Linked DNA regions of Mus musculus: regions 1, 3 and 4 are each linked to region 2. A link is a contact called in public promoter capture Hi-C data. All regions are on one chromosome and are shown on one strand. Each heading gives the region's core, a stretch centred on a gene start, on an enhancer-like site or on the middle of the called end of the contact. The rest is flanking DNA. Distances are from core to core; before and after follow the strand shown. Region 1 holds the start of Cops5 (COP9 signalosome subunit 5). Region 2 holds the start of Vxn (vexin). Region 3 overlaps Cspp1 (centrosome and spindle pole associated protein 1). Region 4 overlaps Ppp1r42 (protein phosphatase 1, regulatory subunit 42).

What was found. Promoter capture Hi-C pulls out the DNA fragments that hold promoters and counts their contacts.
Region 1: a contact with region 2 is called in a promoter capture Hi-C map of hematopoietic stem and progenitor cells. The contact joins the promoter of Cops5 here to the promoter of Vxn in region 2. A contact is called at or near these places in 7 of 39 promoter capture datasets (the C10 cell line, cranial neural crest, embryonic stem cells and 4 more), 2 of 115 datasets of contacts at active chromatin or transcription factors (large pre-B cells and stem cell-derived neural progenitor cells) and 1 of 9 other capture datasets (pancreatic islet).
Region 3: a promoter capture Hi-C map of embryonic stem cells shows a contact between it and region 2, with 2.7 times the contacts expected there. The contact joins the enhancer-like site here to the promoter of Vxn in region 2. A contact is called at or near these places in 8 of 39 promoter capture datasets (the C10 cell line, cranial neural crest, embryonic stem cells and 3 more) and 2 of 9 other capture datasets (adipose tissue and liver).
Region 4: a contact with region 2 is called in a promoter capture Hi-C map of second pharyngeal arch cranial neural crest. The contact joins the enhancer-like site here to the promoter of Vxn in region 2. A contact is called at or near these places in 7 of 39 promoter capture datasets (the 3T3-L1 cell line, the HPC-7 cell line, cranial neural crest and 4 more) and 1 of 9 other capture datasets (liver).

The regions. Positions count from the first base shown.
Region 1 is chr1:10,036,756-10,039,455 of GRCm38.p6, reverse strand. It overlaps Cops5 (COP9 signalosome subunit 5), which reads left to right and starts at 1,297. Exons shown (of 8, transcript NM_013715.2): 1 at 1,297-1,786. The coding sequence starts at 1,644. Cspp1 (centrosome and spindle pole associated protein 1) reads right to left here and starts at 1,238. Exons shown (of 30, transcript NM_026493.3): 1 at 1,112-1,238.
Region 2 is chr1:9,599,990-9,602,689 of GRCm38.p6, reverse strand. Vxn (vexin) reads right to left here and starts at 1,423. Exons shown (of 6, transcript NM_178399.4): 1 at 1,040-1,423. The coding sequence starts at 1,106. All of the region lies in intron 3 of 2610203C22Rik (RIKEN cDNA 2610203C22 gene), which reads left to right.
Region 3 is chr1:10,084,495-10,087,194 of GRCm38.p6, reverse strand. Cspp1 (centrosome and spindle pole associated protein 1) reads right to left here. Exons shown (of 30, transcript NM_026493.3): 12 at 1,243-1,448. Among named protein-coding and RNA genes, the nearest start is that of Cspp1, 48 kb to the right of the region's middle. Within about 2 kb of position 1,309, at least 14 of the 459 cell types and tissues checked have an H3K27ac peak or open chromatin away from gene starts, as enhancers often do. A contact at or near this core is called in embryonic stem cells, where this site is marked.
Region 4 is chr1:9,980,489-9,983,348 of GRCm38.p6, reverse strand. The region is part of intron 6 of Ppp1r42 (protein phosphatase 1, regulatory subunit 42); the gene reads left to right. Among named protein-coding and RNA genes, the nearest start is that of Tcf24, 14 kb to the right of the region's middle. Within about 2 kb of position 1,473, at least 12 of the 459 cell types and tissues checked have an H3K27ac peak or open chromatin away from gene starts, as enhancers often do. A contact at or near this core is called in liver and second pharyngeal arch cranial neural crest, where this site is marked.

The DNA.
Region 1 (2,700 bases), core at 48-2,547, 440 kb before region 2:
ACCACTGGAACAAGCTTACACAAGCTTCTCAGAAAGAACTTAAGATACTAATGTACTCTAATGTCCCTAGTGTGCCCGAAGTTATACTTTAAGAAGATTCTATTTTTATTTTTGGTTTCGTTATTTTGTCTCCAATAGTCCAGGGAGAAAGCGGGGTTGGAACTCTTGATTCTCCATTCTCCACCTCCCAAGTACTGGAATTAGAAGAATGTTGCAATGTCCTTGCTCTGTTTTGTTTGCCCAGCTCCTTGACTTTTTGAAACAGGGTCTCCTGCAGCCCAGGCAAAAGCACCTGCATTAGAAGAGGATACAGACGGGCAGTAGTGGTGCACGCCTTGAATCCCAGCACTCAAGCAGGCAGCTCTCGAGTTTGAGGCCAGCCTGGACTACATAGTTCCAGAACTGCAAAAACCCCGGGGTCCAGGTGAAGCAGCTACAGAGCCTTCGAATTCCTGTGAAGGAGCAGTTACTGACGAAGAGTTAAGGAAAGGCATCTCCGAGCTGTGCTTTTTAAAATCTGTGTGCTCTAAAGCAGAAATGTCAAGAAGTGCATTTCAAGCAATGCCTAACAACTAATATATTACTAAGCCAAGGAAAAAAGTTCTAATAGAATGAAAAACTGGGTTGGGGGAGCTAAAAGAAGATGATGAAGCTGGAGAAGTCTTTAAGAACCGTGTTACGAAAAAAATTAAATATATTAGAATTAAATAAAACACAAATTTCATGCATGCCTTCAACTTACAGTCTAGTGGGCAATTGGGGATGAGAATGTGAGGGAAGAAAACCTAAAAATACGACTGAAACAAATTTCACATTAACTGCTGGAAGGCACAGGTTGCGGAGATTAAATCTGCACTGAGACAAACCTTTTTTAAAAAGTAGCGCCTAAGGCATTCACCGCTCCTAACACTTGTATAAAATGTTACCCTATAAAGTCCCTAAAAAAGTTAATCTTAGCAACCGGTAACTTTTGCTTGCCACCTCGCAACAGTAGCGAAAACACAAAAGCGGAACGCCAACCACAAACCCCGGAGGCTTAACACACCGCAAATTATCTTAAAAGAGTCACGCGATCTTCCCCCTCCAAAACCAATAATCCGGAGATACTTACACCTCTGTTTCTCTAGAGATATTTAGTATTCCAAACAATTTATTTCGTTTGAAGCACCTACACTCACATAAACATAATTCCCCAAACTCAAGTTTCCTCCTACACACAATATGGTGGCATCTGAGTCTGCGCAGTACGAGCCGAGCCGGCCGACTCCTTCCTGGCAGGCCAATAGTCCCGCCTTCCGGCGCGAAAGGCTGTACCATTCCCACACCGAGGCTTTGCGTCCCTCGCAGTTCACACGAACGGATTTCCGAGCCAGCATGTTCTCGTTTCACCGGCAAGACTGATCTTAGCCGAGCCGAGCCGAGCCAACCCTAAGGAAGTGTTTTCTATGTCGCTGCGCCGCCGCCGCGCCCCAGCGCGCGAATGGTCTGGACCAACGTCACCTCCGGTCTCAAGTGTCATGGCTGCCTTGAGAGTCTAGTGAGTGTGCACCCTGGTGGGGAAGGTCCAAAGCCCGCACGCTGAGGCCCAGTAGAAGAAAGTTGCATCTTGATTGTGGAGCGACAGCTTCTCCGGTGCCTCGGCCATGGCAGCTTCCGGGAGTGGTATGGCCCAGAAAACCTGGGAATTGGCCAACAACATGCAGGAAGCGCAGAGTATCGATGAAATCTACAAATATGACAAAAAACAACAACAAGAAATCCTGGCGGCGAAACCCTGGACTAAGGAGTGAGGAGGTCCCTGGCGAGACGCAGGGGAGGGCAGGGATGGCGGGACTGTGAGAGACCCGCGAGGGGTGGGAGATGAAGGGTGTGGTGAGCTTGGCTTTCTGTGGGGCGTCGACCGAATATTGGCCACAGTGGCCTTAGTCTGCCTTGTCAGTAGAGCCTTACCTGTCCTCTAGGGCCTGCTTCGATTCCCCTTTTAGAAAGTTTCTTGCCTTCAGGGCGTGTAAAGGGCTGACTTGGGGTGCGACTTTTGTCAACATGATTATTTTTGTAAATCTCACACACTCTGCCTTGAACCTGGTGGCTACATGCAGTTAGTTGCAGCCTTCAGTAGATTCCCAAACTGAAGAGCGTGGCTGTTTTTATAAATCGAATGAGCAGAGCATTGATTTAAAAAAAAAAAAAAAATCCATGAGCTCTTGGATTGATTGGTTTGGTTTTTTTTCAGCTCTTTAGACACATACCAAATCCTCTTAGCAGTTCCCTACAATACTACTACAATTCATGTAAACCAGGAATTATAAGAGAGAGCTTAGAAGCATTTTCCCCAGCCAAATCCATGTATCTTTGGGATTGACGACAAGTCAAATGATTCTTTAGAGCAAATTGTATTAAGGAGAGTGAAGAAAAAAATTACAAAAGGTTGCTGAGTAGACTGTCTTGCTGTCTCCAGGTGTTTTGTTCTGATGGCACAGCTGGCTTTAACCGTCAGTACTCTGTTTTCAGTGTTTATTGAGTTCTTACTGTGGGCCTGGCACTGGCCTGAAGATTTTCGTGTCTTTTAATAATCTTGACAATCCAGGATTCTTTCCCTTTCTGTAAATAGAAAAATAAGCAAATACATTCAGAAACACACCTCATGGTCATACTATAGCAATGAGCTTAGGTTCAATAGACTGAAAATCAGGTCTCAAT
Region 2 (2,700 bases), core at 174-2,673:
ACAGAAACAAAAGGCAGAGATAAAGTAAATGGAAAGGCCACCTCTATACACACAGATCTAATTCATTCCTCTTCAGAAGGGTTGACTTTCAGAATCTCCAGAGCGAATTTCAACTCCTACACATGGGCACACTCCCAACTTCCCCTTTCCTCCCTTTCCCTCAGTAGTAGATGTTGAGAGCTCAATTTATGTTTAGCTGTTTGCCTGTGCCCAGGCTGAGTCTCCACCCCTGGTAACCCCCCTCAGTATTGGACAGAGGAAGAAAAGAATAGTTTGAATGTGTGCTCCCAGCACTAGCAAACATTCAAACCATTTTAGCCAAATATCACAGTCAAGCCAGGCGTAAGCCTGTGCCACAGCAGGACAAGGGGCTACAGGGTCAGAACAATGGCAAGGTAAAGCTGACTGGATCATCGGCCCTTCCTCAAATTTGGACTCACAAGCCCTTCCCAGGGATCCGCACCAATGGCCAGGACCCAGAGGTTATAACGTCAAGATTCCCTTTTGGTAGTTCCCTTTGTGGTCCTATGGATAAGTCAGCCTGGGGTCAGCTTCATTGCCTTTCTGGGTGTTTGATTGCCTTTCTGGAGTCTTTTCCCTCCCAAGTCAGATGGAGTTGGCTTTGGAACGGCTGATTCTCTCTTCAGAACCTGCCCTTTTTTTTTCCTTTACCGGAGACAATAAGAAAGCTTATTAGGCTGCCCTGGAAATTTTGTTTCCATCGTTGTCTCTTTAACAATCACTTATTGTCCCAGCCTTTGAGCCTGCTGGGTTGTCCGTTTCGAATTAAGTGAAGCAGGAAGGCTATGCTGTCCTCGTCCCCGCCTGAATAGATTGTTTCCCTATGATTGATGTTTATCCTTGTGCCCCTCTTCAGAAAAGGGGGACATCAAATGACATCGACACGAAGAAGCCAGCAGACCTCGGGACCCGAGGGTACCAAGTACTAGTGTACCTTAGTCCGACAGCACCGGGTCACCTCCCGCATAAGATGCCACAATAGGGGACGCCAAGAGCGGTTGTTAGGATTATTACTCACCCTTGGAAGGAATCACCGTGGTGAAAACTTCAATATTCTCATCACTGCAGCTGTAGATCTGATGCATGGTCTCAGCCCCCTGCCCTGCAGGGTGTCCGGGAGCCCGTGGCCTCTCTCTGGAGCCCTAGTCCCAGGGTCTCCTAAGCCAGTCTGGCTCTGTGATCATTGTGCAGGTCCACAAAAGGCAGGCTGCCTGTGCCTCTCATGACAGTCTCACCGCAGCAACATTTCCTAATCCCATCTGTCTTTTTTTTTTTCTTTCTTTCTTTCTTTCTTAAATGACTCCTATTATTGCAAACCTTTGATTGAACACGGAGCCTTCCGTCTCTCCCTCTCAGCTAGGATGTACTTAACAATTTTATTTTCCAGTGTCTGCCGCAGTGAATTTGGAAGTCTTTTGTGAAGTGACGAAGTGAATTCGCCTACTCAGTTAGCGCACAGCTTGGCTGGAGGATTTCACAGAAGAGGAATAGACGAAACGTCAGTTTTGCTATCAGTGTGCCCGGGTCTCATTCCAGAAAGGAAGGGCTTTTTCTCCTCCTCCAGGGGAACAGGATCTTCATTTGTCATATGTTAACTCCGCTCCCTTCAAAGTTTCTATTTTAAATAAAAGGACTGTTTTTTCACCACATATTTTTCTCAATCCACTTTGACAACAAGGCTTACATTTCAGGAGGTGAGAGTTTAGTGTTTCTTTGTACAACCCTACAGGTATGCATAGTCACGCAACAGGCAGTGCACACACCAAGGGACCCGTTTATAGGATAGTTATATTTTATTATCTTCTATATTGGAATGTATTTATTGCCTTATCTTTTTATGTTATATAGTCTATGGGTATGCTATATTTTCCTCATATAATCTTTCCTAATATATACACAAATAAATGTCATGGTAGCTATACATTTCATAAACATATATAAGCATATGCATTTTATCCAATCCCACTACTTTTTATTATGCTACACAGTTTCACACCATAAGACTGATGGAGTGTAATGAAATTAACAGTGACAGCTGCCCTATTAAATATTAGTTACAAGTCATGGAGCTAGCTATATGATATCATTGAGTATCTATAACTAACCAATGGCTCTAGCTAATTATTATTTTACCGTGGTATTCTCAAGAAACTGAAGTATGAAGACTTTAGCTTCTTTAATGATTAAAATAGCTAATTTGCACCAAAATTGGATTTAATCTCTAGATTGACTGAAAAGTTAATAAACTAGCTCCTCAAACTCTCTCTCTCTCTCTCTGTGTGTGTGTGTGTGTGTGTGTGTGTGTGTGTGTGTGTATGATGCTATAGCCCAGGCTGGCCCCAAACTCATAGCCTTCCCAAAGTAGGGATTACGAGTATTTACAACCATGTTCTATTAATTTCTAAAATTTTATTTAATGTGTATGTTTTGCCAGCATAGGACAACAGATCCCCTGAACTGGAGTTACAGGTGATTGTGACCTGCTATGTGGGTGCTGGGAATCAATTCATGGTCTTCTAGAAGAGCAGTTGGTGTTCTTAACCACTGAAACATCTCTCCAGTCTCTTTGTGTTCAATTCTTTAGTCTTGACTTGCCATTCTTTAACCTTGGGTGAACCTAGTTCATCATATTTTAGACATGGAGTTGTGTCTACTGATATTTCTGTACTGGACAAATGT
Region 3 (2,700 bases), core at 60-2,559, 480 kb before region 2:
ATGTGGCTACTTGAGAATCCATATGGCCCTGATATATTTAAGAGTTCATAAATTTAAAATGTATAAAACCTTGTCCTTCCACATTTCCTCACTGAGGAGCAAATGTGCTTCTACCAGCACAGGATTTACTCTTCACTAATAGAAATGGCAAAGGCAAATAACTTTAGATAAACAAAGAAAAAGGGGAGACTCTAGGTTTTTTTACTCAAACATTAACATATTTTGCCTTAAAGAATCTGAGGGCTGAGGTAACACCAAAGTCTCTTCGGTAGGCAGCGGTTCCACACGTTATTGGTCAGTCAGTGAGTCTAACCTCACCATCATCAGTGCAGACGCCAGCAAAAACAACCTGAGTAACTGTTATGAAAACAATCTATTATCAGCAACTCCTAAATTGTATCTATACATAGAAAACTAATGTTTACATCAGCCCTCTAACTATGTCAAGTACTACCATCACCTTTTACAAATGAGAAAACTTTTTTGCATAAAGTCCAGTGAAGCCGACTACTCCAGCCTCTAACCCACAACAGAAAGCACTGTGGCTCTCTAATTCCAGTCTCTCAGCCTTTGGAGTAGGGAAGCCATTGAAGAAAATGAAGGAAGTACCTGAGAAAGGCTGTAAGAAAAGCCCCACAGTTTGTTAGTAACAAATAAAAGACCAAGTCCTGCTGAAAGATATCTCAGAAATGTATTAGAAGATTAAGAAAAACATCTACAAATGTAAAGATATTCCTATAATTAGTATATTAATAATTACAGGCCAGAAAATATTCGTGTTACAGGGTTTCTATTATATATAGATTAGCATAATGTGTTTTCCCTATAGAAATGACATGTTCAATATGAAATCCAGGGTTATAATCCCAACAGCCCAAGAGTAAGCCCAGAGAAAACTGTTAAGCCAGACAGACATGTACCAGATTAGTAAATTTTTTGGAATAAGCTGAAGAAACAATTCAATGATTGCCAAGTGGAAATAACTGAACAATGCATACCTTATACTAACATGTAGTTACTAATTCATTTTAAAAATAGTAAATGATAAAAACATTGAAGATTTCTCCTTTTTCTAACAGCAGAGAAGAAGTATCAATAACAATGAAGAAGAAAAAAACTCCTCAGCGAAGTTGCTCATGGCCCTGAGGCATCTCGGAAGCATCATCTGCAGCAGCACACCCTTGTAAGGTGGAGCACACGCGGCCTACCCTAATTCCCAAAGACAAACATTTAAACAAGCACCTGGGATGCGCCAGTTCACCAAGGGTGCTGCCGAGTCCACTGTGCAAGTCTTCATTGTGAGAAGGGGCGGAATGAACTGGTGGGACGGATGGGCTAGACGGGGCAGAGAAGGGAGGGGGAGGTGTCTGGAAAGCTACTCTGGGCCTCTCAGGTGGCATCTCTTCAAAGTGTCTTGGTGTCAAACTAAACTGCTTTAGTCTATCAGGCTACAATAAAGAAAAAGACAAAAAAAAAAAAAGAACCTGTTTGTTACATAGAATCATAAGTTTAAGGGTGACAAGGACCTCCAAGGACCCCAGCAGGCACTTAAGACAGTCACAGAACAGCAAAATTTTACAGCTAAAAAAGACCTTAAAGATCTGCTTCTTATTTTATAAGCAGGAAACTGAGACTGCCGAGAAGCAGGTAAGTCACCTGCAGGCTCATGATCAGTACATGGATAAAGAACAAGTCCAGGCAGCTGTGAACTCCCGCGCAGGTCTCTCTCTTAGACAGCAGCAGCAGCAGCAGCACATCTCTCCTCAGTTGCTACTTGGGAGACCCACTAGGGAAGGCTTTGCAGGCCTCAGTCTCCCTACAACAATCATGTGAGCACTGAAGGAAGCTGTGCCACAATAAGAACGAATTTACAAAAAAGCCACAACAGGGTAGGCCAGAGCTGCTCACTAATCTTTACTCAAGAATATCATTTTATGGAATTTTTAAATCTTAAATAATCTTTAACTACTCCCTCTAATACAGATTTATTCAATTTGACACTCTTTAGGTGATTCAATTCCAGAATAAATAAGTTCTACTACAGACTATAAAATAATTTATAAATTTATTAATCTACAGTTTTAAATTTTATAATTATCATATAAAGTTATTATAACATATATTTAATTATAGGAATATAATTTACATATTTGTATGATTCTTTTATAAATTTATAAAATAATATGGTTGTATAAACTTGTTAACATAGATCATTATATAATTACTAAAACTATAATTCATAATTTAATAAATTTATTAAATGATATTTAAGTATTCCCTCTAATGCATATTTATTCAACTTGACACTCTTTAGGTGATTCAATTCCAGAATAAATAAGATCTACGATATACTGTAAAATTTAACATGCCAATGTATTATACTAAAAAGCTCAAGTTTCGAAAAGCTAATTTTTTATTGCAATGGCTACTTTAAAGGTATTTAATGAGAAACAAAAAAGAATTACCTTTGGACCCTTTTTTCCCCCTGCAGGCCATACTTTCGGGAAGGGTGTTTCCTCCCTGTTACTGGGAACCAGGGATTAAGTGTAAGGCCTCACCCTGCTAAGCAGCAGCTCCCCACTGAGCTACTGATCCTTTACATTCCCTTGGTTTGCTGTTTACTTTACTTTGTGAGCCTTATTAAGATGCCAGACTCACTGTAAACTTACTCTGTAGCCCACAGAGGCCTCAGCTCCTCAA
Region 4 (2,860 bases), core at 224-2,723, 380 kb before region 2:
TTTTCTTAAAACGTATGTGCAGGAGTTATCTATTCACAGCCCACAAAGGTAGAAAACCAATGACACACAGAGAATTATGGCGGTATGATTTCAAAGTTGTGCAGGCAGCTGTGCTGGGCAGCCACTCCCCTTTGCCTCTCTGGCACCACACCCAACTGCGTCAGTTGGCTTCACTCAGCCAGAGGGGAAAGGAAACGCAATCAATGTGTAATGAGTAAGAACAGTCTACTATGAAGAAAGTCTGTGTCACAAGCCTTTAAGCCTACACATGGAAGGCAGAGGTTTGAGTTCAAGAACAGCTTAATGTGTATATCGAGCATCAGGACAGCCAGAGCTATATTGTGAGACCCTGACTCAAAAACAAAAATTCAATATAGGCTGCAGTGTGGATCGCCGACTCATTAGGCCCCGAGGTTAAGCTTTAGCTCTATAAAATTTCTAAAAGCAAAAATTACTCAAACCTTCTCTTACATAACTATTCCTTCTATAACATACTTTATGATTACAAAATTAATACTTTAAAGAAAAAAAAGTCAGGTGGTTTAATCCCAGCACTCGGGAGGCAGAGGCAGGTGGATTTCTGAGTTTGAGGTCAGCCTGGTCTACAGAGTGAGTTCCAGGACAGCCAGGGCTATACAGAGAAACCCTGTCTCGAAAAACAAAACAGACAAACAAACCAAAAAAAAACCCAAAAACCAAAAAAACTTTGGTGTATGTCTTTCAAGTCTATGCACATATCCATATAACAAGTAATTTGAATTGAATTTTGTCTTTGTTGTTCTCATTTATCTTCTTTTTACCACATTTAAGACCAGACAACAACAACAATGAAAGTTAAAAGTCTATGAAGGACCATTTTATGTTGTGCAGTTTACCCAGTCCTCAATAAATGAAACAAACCCTACATACCTGGTTTACATAGCGTGGGTGGAAAGCACATTTCATGTTGAGAACAAATTGTTAAAGTGAAATAAATCTCTCTATTGTCAGTTACCTGCTCTCTCTCCAAAATCACTTCTATACATAAGAGCCTTAGGCAAGATTATGTACTAAAAATGACATGGAATCAGATTACTCAAGACAGTGTGTGTGTGTGTGTGTGTACATATACGTGAATATATAGTCACCCAAAATACACTAGCAAGTTATATAATTGCTAAAAGAAGCAAATATGTAAAGGCATCAATAAAGACAAGCATGTAAGAAACTGAGCATAAAAGTGGCTGATGTGGTTTTAAGTCCAAAAAAGCATAATGGCAAAACACCTTGCCAACTCCTCGAACTATAGTTTGGAAAGTGCTTGTCATTTAGGTAAGAAAGGTACAAAAAATGTAAAGTGGTTACATCTCCAGAGACAAGACCTCTGGTGCCCACTGCCAGCCACAGTTAGGAACTACGTGACACCAGTAAGGTATCTGGAGAAGGCATATTTACCACACGTGTATAACACCACGGTGTTAGGGCTGTCTGATTGCTAGCTGCTAATCTCTTTGCCTGAGTTAAACATTACCATACGTGTCCCTGGCCAGGGTAAATGTGGTCCTTCTGGGCCAGCATTCTGCCTGCAGCCTGCAGTCTCCTGCAGGCTGGAGTCTGTCACCTGTGGGCGAGGAACAGACCACTATACTCTGTATATTACTCTACTTTATACTTTAAATACAACATTATTTTAAAACAATACTTTAAATACAATATTGCAGGTATTTAAGTGGCAGCATTAAATCTTTCAGCAGTAGAATCAACTTTTATTTTTTAAAGATTTATTTATTTTATGTATGTGAGTACACTGTCCTGTCCCTGTCTTCAGACACACCAGAAGAGGACATCAGATCCCATTACAGATGGTTGTGAGCCACCATGTGGTTGCTGGGAATTGAACTCAGCACCTTTGGAAGAGCAGTCAGTGCTCTTAACCACTGAGCCATCTCTCCAGCCCGAATCACTTTTTTTAGAGTAGTCTCAGGCACCCTGAAAGAACATGACCAAAAAACTTTTCCTGTATCCTTACTATAGTCTGGGACTCAGTGGAAGACCTTACTCAGATAATGAAAAACAGCTTAAGAATTATACAGATACACTGTTAGAAAAGATAGTCTTTTTGTTAAATAAAAGCCACATAAACCACTTTATGTGATACAAATATAGGTAAAATAAAATAATGGACATGTTTAGTATTTTATAAACAATCCATATATAATAATTTGTCACCTATCAGAAATTGTGTTTAAAGACATACTAGAATGCTTACTATATATACATTTTTATATATGGTATATAAACATATGTATATAGGTAGTTATATATGTGTATATATACATATGTGTGTGTGTGTATATATATGATATATATATTTGAGACAGGGTTTCTTTGTGTAGCCTGAGTATTTTGGAACTCTCTATATAGACCAGGCTGACCTCAAACTCAGCGATCTGCCTGCCTCTGCCTCCTGAGTGCTCGTATTAAAGATGTGTGCCACTATGCCTGGCTTTTATATTATTTTGTTCTAAGACCAAATGTTAAGTTTATAAATATCATTTTACTTGCATTGTAACATTTCTACTTTAAAAACGAACATAATCTTAGAAGGGGGATCAAGTCCAAACTGTTCCCAGTGAACATCTTCAGCAGGGGAAGGCAGGGTATGAATAACAAAAGACCTTTTTTCTCTTCTTTCATTATGTTTCAGTTGTTTATAATACGTGCATATTTTTTAAATCAGGAAACTAAAAAATAGAGAAAAGCTCAACAAGTATAAGTGTAAAGGCCAGAGGGATAATGCAGTCAGTCCAGTGTGTGCCATAAATGAGGATTCATGTCAAAGGCCAAGCAGGCTGACTCACGCTAGTGGTTCTAGCACTGA